Linked DNA regions of Sus scrofa: all the other regions are linked to region 1. A link is a contact called in public HiChIP or PLAC-seq data. All regions are on one chromosome and are shown on one strand. Each heading gives the region's core, a stretch centred on a gene start, on an enhancer-like site or on the middle of the called end of the contact. The rest is flanking DNA. Distances are from core to core; before and after follow the strand shown. Region 1 holds the start of GSG1L (germ cell-specific gene 1-like protein). Region 2 overlaps KIAA0556 (protein KIAA0556 homolog). Region 3 holds the start of KIAA0556 (protein KIAA0556 homolog).

Region 1 (2,700 bases), core at 20-2,519:
CCCACAGCTGTGGCAGTGCTGGATCCTTAATCCGCTGTGCCAGGCTGGGGATTGAACCTGCAATCCAGTGCTCTGTAGACTTTGCTGATCCTGCTGTACCACAGTGGGAACTCCACCTCCCTCCCTTCCTTCCTTCCTTCCTTCCTTCCTTCCTTCCTTCCTTCCTTCCTTTCTTCCTTTCTCTCTCTCTCTCTCTCTCTCCCTCCTCCAGCATCTATTGGTCACCTGTTATGTGTTATGGGCCAAGTGCTTTTTGCAAGTGTGATCTCAACACAACAGCCAATAGCCCTCCCCCTATGGAAATGAGGCTCAGAGAGGTTTAGTAACTTCTTCAGAGTTCACAGCTGGTCAGGCCTCAGGGTCACCTGACTCCAAAGTCAGCATGCTTGACCATTCTGCCCCCGCCCCAACCTTGAAGATTCTGGGTTGGCCAGCCTTTGTGGGGCACCCCTGCCTAGTAACTGCAGCAAATTCGTGTCTGGCATGGGCCCTCCTTGGGCCATGCTGCTCAGGATCATCTGGCCTGTGATGCTCCTGTTTGTCATATCCAATACTTGCCATCCTGTGTGGCACACTTCTTGGCTACACTTCCTGCTGTTCCGAGCCCTGATAGGGAACGCAGGCGACAGCAGGTTCATCCTGCCAGAGGAGCCCAAACCTCCTTGACAGCCCCTCAGGGGAAGCACAAGCCCCTTAGGCTCCACAACCCCGCGTTTCTGGAGAGGCACCCCTCCTGACCGCTCCTGTAACCCCAAGATCAGTATGTGGCATTTTTTCCAGGGGGTCCTGCTGTTTCTCGGGTGTGGGAAGTCCAGCAAACTCAACTCTGCCTTTCAGACTCTTGGGGATCCTTCATAGGGCCTCCTACTGGGGGAAAGGGTGCTGCTGGTCCCTGTTCCTGGTGGGAGCCCCAACAGGCTCAGCCCTTCTCTCCCGAGGGCAGGGCTTCTCTGGTTCCTGCGTGAGATGCTCCCTCCCCGCTGGTTTTGCCGTCCCACGTGCCCGGTGGGAAGCCTCTTTCTCCAGGAGCGCCTTTCCCGCACTCTTTCTGCTTTTCAGACCCCCCCCCCATTCGGGTGCGAGTCTCTTTCGGGGGCGCGCCTTCTCTCCCCGGCCGCCGCCCGCGCCTGGCGTGGGGCGCCCCCTCTCCCCGCGAGGGCGGGAGCCAGAACAGTGTCGCCGGCCGCCTGCAGGTGTCTCCCCACGGAGGGGCGCGCGTCCCTGCGCCGTGGCCGCTGCCAGGCGCCAGCGGCTCCCTCCGAGGTGCACTCGCGCTCCGGGCTCCGGGCGCGCCGGAGCCGCTCCGCCGCCTCTGCCCGCCCCCCACGCCCCTTGCGCGCCGCGCCCCCACCCCCGGGGGTGCTGGTGGTCATGGGCTCGCGCCGCGTCCGCCGCCGCCCATTGAAGGCGCCCGAGCCCCGGGGCGCGGCGGGCAGCGGCCGCTGACGCGGGGCGCCGGCTGCCAACTTCGCGCGCGGAGCTCCCCGGCGGCGCGGGCGGCATGAAGACGAGCCGCCGCGGCCGAGCGCTCCTGGCCGTGGCCCTGAACCTGCTGGCTCTGCTCTTCGCCACCACCGCCTTCCTCACCACGCACTGGTGCCAGGGCACGCAGCGGGTGCCCAAGCCGGGCTGCGGCCAGGGCGGGCGCGCCAACTGCCCCAACTCGGGCGCCAACGCCACGGCCAACGGCACCGCCGCCCCCGCCGCTGCTGCCGCCGCCGCCGCCGCCGCCGCCGCGGGGAACGGCCCCCCCGGCGGCGCGCTCTACAGCTGGGAGACGGGCGACGACCGCTTCCTCTTCAGGAATTTCCACACCGGCATTTGGTACTCGTGTGAGGAGGAGCTCGGCGGGCTTGGTGAGTGAGCGGCGGCGCTGGCGGGCTCGGCTCCCGGCTCCCCCGGAACGCGCGGCCCCGGCGCCGGAGCCCCAAACCTGCGCTCCCTCCGCGCGCCCAGGCTGGGGGCCTGAGGCGCCGCCAGGACGCCGTGCCCCGCGCGCCGCGGGCTCGGCCGAAGGTTCCGGGGCGGGGAGTGCGGTGGGCACGTCCGGGGCGGGGGTGCGGGGTACGATGCGGGGCGTTCGGGACGCTCGGCCCTTTCTGGGTCCGGGCAGAGCTCCGGCCCCTTCCGAGCGCCGGGCGCCTTTGGGGACGTCGCCGCGCCTCGGGGAGGCGCGTCTCTCGGCTCCCGCCCCGGCCGCCGGCCGGAGGGGCGCGCGTTCCTTTCCGCGCCCGAACTCTATGCTCTATGCTCTCCCCTTCCTCCTCTTTCTTTCGCGGGGGGCCCTGGAGGCGCCCATCCTTCCCGTCCCGCCTGGGGGTGGTGGTGGAGGACTGTGGCTATCAGCTTCCCCTCCCGCCGAAGATTCCCAGAGCCAGGCGCCGAGGGGGTCATTCTTCCACCCCCATCTCCGGTATGCACTAAACCGCTCCCAGGCCGGGCTCGGGCGGCACGGGAGTGAGGAGTGGGGACAGTGCCGTGGGTTCCCGCCGGGGAACCCTTCGCGTCCTGGTCCCCGCGGGGGAGAGGATGCGGCGGGAAGGAGAGGAGGCAGGCGGGAAAGCGGGACGGCTCAGCCAGGCTCCGATCAGAATTGGGCGAGGGGGGGCACTTTTCAGAAGACAGATCATACAGTTCCCTTGGCCTCGCACCCCTTCCTGGACTCGCCGGGAGGCAGCCAGGGCCGGAGTGAGCGTCGCT
Region 2 (2,700 bases), core at 46-2,545, 400 kb after region 1:
GGAAGGCAGGCAGGGATTGTTGCCATAGATACTGGGGGTCTGGGTGAATCTAGCAAAGGGGCAGGGATTCAAAACTCCTAACACATGGGGCAATAGCAAAGCATAAAATCTTGCCCCAAAAATCTTGCCCCATGCAACATAGCACCGGGGCCCAGTTAACAAGCACAGAGAACCCAGCCCAGCAGACAAGGGCTGAACCCACGTTCAGGAGACACCCCCAAACTCTTTGCCTATGAGGCTCCAAGCCCACTCCTGCAACACAAAGGCCCAAATTCGTGCCCCATTCCTCCCCCTGCTGCAGAGCTGTTTGGGGGACCCTGCAGGCTTCTTCTGTTTGTTTTGTGCTTTGACTGCAAATCATTACCAACATTTTATTTATTTATTTATCTTTTTCGGCTGCACCTAAAGCTCCCGGGCCAAGGAGCCAATCTGAGCCACAGCTGCGAACTCCCCTGCCGGGCCAGGGATCAACCTGGGGCCTCCACAGACACAAGCCGGTTCATTAGCCTGCTGCACCACAGCGGGAACTCCCATTATCAACATTTTAAAAAAACTCAGGTTTCACCACACAAATCCAGATTTCCAGCTTCTCTGGAAACCCTGGAGGATATGGACAGACCCCTGGGCCTGTGGGAGTCCCAGGCGCTCACTGTCCTCATTGAGCCAGCCAGCTTCACTCACCGCCTGGCCCCTCCTAGCCTGGGAGTTTGCAAACTCACTGCTTTCTGCAAGGTTCCAGGCCTGAAGACAAACCACAGTGAAAGGAACTTTTGCGGGCCTGCAAAGACACAGAGGACACAAGAGACCTCTTTCAAACCAGACCACGCTGCTATGACCTCAATCACAACACATGGCATCAGCTACAGGCTCTTATAAGAACCAGCACTCGAGCCAAAAATCAGGACTCACTTATTTTATTTTGTCTTTTCAGGGCCGCACCCACGGCATAGGGAAGTTCCCAGGCGAGGGGTCAAATCGGAGCTGCAGCTGCCCGCCTACACCACAGCCACAGCAACACCGGATCCAAGCCGTGTCTGTGACCTATGCCTCAGTTCACAACACGCCGGATCCTTGACGCACCAAATGGGGCCAGGGATCAAACCCGAATCCTCATGGACACTAGTCGGATTCCGTTACCACTGCACCACAACAGGAACTCTAGGACTCATTTAACTTTAAATGACATGGACCAGTTTCAAATACAAATGTAAAATGACTGCACCTTGACAGAACAAGAACAAGGCGTGATTACAGGCTCAGATTTCAAGGGACCTTCAAAGCCTGTGAGATCACAGACAGGGCTATTCAGGTGACGAATGCGCAGGCCTTGCCACATTCTAGCTTTTCATCACAAACCCAGCTTCTCCCAGAACAGCGGCTGGGAGGCGAGAGGTGGTCCTTCGCACGTGGCACAGTTTGCTACAGCTCAATCCAAAGCTGCAATTAAATCAGTGAATGGAGAGAGAAGAGCTGGGATGGCAGATATTATTCCCAGCCTCTGAGCGGAGGGCGACTGCATCCCCTGTCTATGTGAAACAGAGCCTGCATGCTGTTAATACATCTAAACAGATTTTTATTTGGCTAATATGAAGGGCTGCCGTCGAGCGGCTTCATCTTACCGGTTCCTCTGCTGCAGCAATATTAAATACTCATCATGTTTCTCATCAAAGTCTGTCACCATGTCCTTAGTGTAACCCTGCAACGGAGAAACACAGCGGTGTGACAGCAGAACGCAGGGAAGCAGTGACTGAGGCCCCGGGTACAGCACACACCCCACAGGAGGCCGAGGGGCAGAGGCTGACCTTGACGAAGGCCCGGGTCCCTGGGCGCATCACTCGGGCGACCCAGAGCCCCAAAGACCGCCACATGGCCCCGTGGGTCTTGAACACACACAACTAACAATCTGCGAAAAGGAGGCAGTCAATTCCCCAGCCTTGCCGCTGTTCCTTCCCTCTGGACCCTATAAAATCAGGGTCTCCAACAAGATTTGGGTTGGACTACTTTCTCCACACCCAGGAATGTGTGATCTTGGCTGTCCTAACCAAATGTAACCCAGATAAGTTTTTTTGTTTGTTTGTTTGTTTGTCTCTTGTCCTTTTTTAGGGCCACACCCATGGCATATGGAGGCTCCCAGGCTAGGGGTCTAATTGGAGCCACAGCTGCCGGCCCACGCCACAGCCACAGCCAACGCCAGATCTGAGCCGTGTCTTCGACACAGCTCATGGCAATGCTGGATCCTTAACCCACTGAACAGGGCCAGGGCTCAAACTTGCGTCCTCATGGGTACTAGTCAGGTACTTAACCTGCTGAGCCACAACGGGAACTCCTCAGATCAGTTGTTGAAGAGAGGTTCTCATTTTTCTCTTGCTACCGTAAGAGAAATGCATGCTAATTATAGACAACTCAGTCATTACCAAAAGATGGGACCCCCCCCACAAATGAAGGCCCCTTTATTTTTTCTTCTTCAGAAGGTTTTATTATTTTTTTAATTTATTTCATTAAAGTATAGTTGATTTACAACACTGTTTTAATTTCTGCTATAAAGCAGAGTGATTCATTATACACATATATATTCTTTTCATATTCTTTTCCATTATGGCTTATTACAGGTACTGAATATAGTTCCCTGTGCTGTACACTAGGGTATTTTTATTTATCTGGAGGCCCCTTTAAAACAGATGTTAGTGGTTTCCTGCTTCC
Region 3 (2,700 bases), core at 124-2,623, 460 kb after region 1:
CTTTTGAGGTAAAAGCATAAAGGCATCCTGAGACCAAAGAAAGATTTGAGTACTGCTGTTTTACAGCAACGGGACAATGACCTGGGCAAACCTGTGAATAACATTTTATAGTACCTCTGAAGTACAAAGGGCAATGATGTCTTTGAAGCACAGAACAGACTGTTCCATTCATTTTTTCCCATAACGCATTAAGTGGATATCACAAAGGAACAACTTTCCCAGAAGTGAGGGACAGGAGTATAATGAGGAAAAGGATGTGGATTCCAGCCGACTCTACCCGTCTCTCTAGACTTCAGTCTTCCCATTTATAAAATGAGCTTTCAGAGTAGCTTATGTTTGGATTGCTTTCATTGTCAATCCTAGGATTCTTATCTGGAATCCCTAAATGGTGGCCCACAGGCTGCATCTGACCTTCAGCCTGATTGGCCATAATGACATTTGGAGAAGTGCCGTGGGAAAATAATTGGTTGGAGCTGAGTGAGAAGCTTCCCTTTCAGAAAAGAAATTGACTTTCAGTCATAGCCCAGTCCAGCCCACTAGACTTGCCCCTGCAAACATCTGCATTTGCATCGTTTGGAATGAAGACCTTCTAAAATCACTTCTAAGTCTCAACCTCTGTAATAAACCCATTTAAAAAAAACAAAAAACAAAAAAACCCAAGAGACTGTGTCTGGGCTCCTTCCTCACTCTGTCACTTGATGACTTTGATTTGGGGCAAGATACTTCTCTGAGCCTCAGTGTCCTCGTTTGTAAAATGGGATAACACTGACCTCCAAAGACTGTTAGGAAGCTTAGCGAGTTGCCCGACAGCTCTTACAGAGTTCCCGGCACTGAACCATTCTAAGCAGCAAAGCACAGAAAGAGAGTATTCCCTAGTCTCCCCCTACCCCCCTTACCAAGTCCCATTTGTCGACAGCTGATGATTGCACTCACGACGACGCTTTCCCCCTTACCAACTCCCATGTCCCACAGCTCCACATCCCAGGATACACAAAATTCCCCTCAGTCCTCTATTTCTCTTTCCCACACAAAACCTCTTCACTGAGGTTCCCCGGACAGCACCGGGTTCCACAACGACGACAGGCAGCACAGCGACCAAATCACTGACCACTCCCCCCAGTCTCTTCTTCCCACCCTGGAACACTAAGGCTCCCTTTCCCTCAGACAGAAACCACCTTGGGTCAGGCAGCGGTGGTCCAGCTGTCTGTGGCCTAGGGTTCCTCCCAGAGGGCCCTCAGGAGGGAAGGGAGAGTAACTGCCAGACCCCCCGGAGGGGCCCACGGACACTCACCGTCCATCCCTGGAGGCGGTGGTTCCGGGTGCTCGCACCGGAAGCGGCCCCTATACTGTTTGCAGTTCCCCTGGTTACTGCGGAGTTCCCGACCAATGGCGGTGGAGCTCTACGCAATGAACCCGCCCCAAAGGGAGTGACGTCACGACTGTGCTCTGGAACTCCTCCTCCAGTCCCTGGATTCGCCCCGCCTTCCGGGCTGCTGGTAGTTGTGCGCAGGCGCGATGGACTAGGGCCCTCCGCGGCGTGTGCGCAGGCGCCGCAGCTGCAGCCAACTGAAGTAGCAATGGACGCGCTAGAGTCGTTGTTGGACGAGGTGGCCCTGGAGGGGCTTGATGGCCTGTGTCTGCCCGCGCTTTGGAGCCGTCTGGAGACACGAGTGCCGCCCTTCCCGCTGCCTTTGGAGCCCTACACGCAGGAGTTTCTGTGGCAGGCCCTTGCCACGCATCCGGGCATCAGCTTCTACGAGGAGCCTCGGGAACGACCAGATCTCCAGCTCCAGGACCGGTCAGCGGCCTGGCCCTCCGGGTGGGCGGGCGAGGGCAGGGTTCGGGGTCTGATGGAGCTGGGAGGGGTCCAGGTCGTTTCGGGAGCGGAGAGAAAGGAGTGGAAGCGAAAGGAAGACCCGCGGTCCGATGGGGGCGCGGACTAGGGCTGATTCGGGGTCCCTCGGGCCTGGCGGGGCCCAGGCGTCTGATGGAGTTCGGGGTGATTCGGTGATGTCCCATTATGTTCGTGTCTGTTTAGGGTGGCATTGGGCAAGACTGGGAGGATATTCTTTGGGTTTCAAAGAGTATTTCCTCTAAATGGAGCTTGGCTTTAGAGCCAGAAGGCTCTTAAGAGCGAGACCAGAGTCAAGTCGATGGGAATTCCCTGGCGGCCCAGCGGTTAAGAATTAGGCGTTGCCACTATTGTGGCTGGGATTCGATCCCTGGCCGGGGAACTTTGGTATGCTGCGGGCGCTGCCCAAAAAAAAAAAAGGCTGCAGACAGTGGAGCTAACCAGCCTTAATGGAACATTCATTCCCTGCTGGCCTAGAGAGCCTAAGGCAACCAGACAGCTGTACCACAACAATAATAGTAGTAATAATAGCTCACATTTATTTAGCTCTTGGTATGGCCTGATACTATTCTAAGATCTTGTTCTGGGAGCTTTGGGAGATGGAACCCACTTCCTTCTCACAGTGACTCCACGAGGAAGGTGGTTGTCTTCCCCATTTTGCAGAGGAGGAAACAGTGGTGGAGAGAGCTAAGTAACCTGTCCCTCAGTCGTGGAGATTGGAAGTGACTGAGTGTTGATTCAAAACCAGGGTATCTGTCTCCCAAGTCTGTACTCTTTTTTTTTTTTCCCTCGGCCACACCCGCAACATATGGACGTTCCAGGGCCAGGAATGGAATCCAGGCCACTGC

The links. HiChIP or PLAC-seq counts read pairs in DNA pulled down with a chosen protein or histone mark.
Region 2: an H3K27ac HiChIP or PLAC-seq map of alveolar macrophages shows a contact between it and region 1. The contact joins the enhancer-like site here to the promoter of GSG1L in region 1. A contact is called at or near these places in 1 of 5 promoter capture datasets (liver), 19 of 47 Hi-C or Micro-C datasets (alveolar macrophages, blood, embryonic fibroblasts and 12 more) and 2 of 2 datasets of contacts at active chromatin or transcription factors (alveolar macrophages and skeletal muscle).
Region 3: an H3K27ac HiChIP or PLAC-seq map of alveolar macrophages shows a contact between it and region 1. The contact joins the promoter of KIAA0556 here to the promoter of GSG1L in region 1. A contact is called at or near these places in 1 of 5 promoter capture datasets (liver), 1 of 47 Hi-C or Micro-C datasets (embryonic fibroblasts) and 2 of 2 datasets of contacts at active chromatin or transcription factors (alveolar macrophages and skeletal muscle).

The regions. Positions count from the first base shown.
Region 1 is chr3:18,902,968-18,905,667 of Sscrofa11.1, forward strand. It overlaps GSG1L (germ cell-specific gene 1-like protein), which reads left to right and starts at 1,270. Exons shown (of 6, transcript XM_021086439.1): 1 at 1,270-1,856. The coding sequence starts at 1,502.
Region 2 is chr3:19,304,841-19,307,540 of Sscrofa11.1, forward strand. KIAA0556 (protein KIAA0556 homolog) reads right to left here. Exons shown (of 30, transcript XM_021086440.1): 3 at 1,620-1,696. Among named protein-coding and RNA genes, the nearest start is that of KIAA0556, 62 kb to the right of the region's middle. Within about 2 kb of position 1,296, at least 5 of the 83 cell types and tissues checked have an H3K27ac peak or open chromatin away from gene starts, as enhancers often do. A contact at or near this core is called in alveolar macrophages and omental adipose tissue, where this site is marked.
Region 3 is chr3:19,366,894-19,369,593 of Sscrofa11.1, forward strand. It overlaps KIAA0556 (protein KIAA0556 homolog), which reads right to left and starts at 1,374. Exons shown (of 30, transcript XM_021086440.1): 1 at 1,292-1,374. The coding sequence starts at 1,298. GTF3C1 (general transcription factor 3C polypeptide 1) reads left to right here and starts at 1,466. Exons shown (of 37, transcript XM_005662065.3): 1 at 1,466-1,798. The coding sequence starts at 1,578.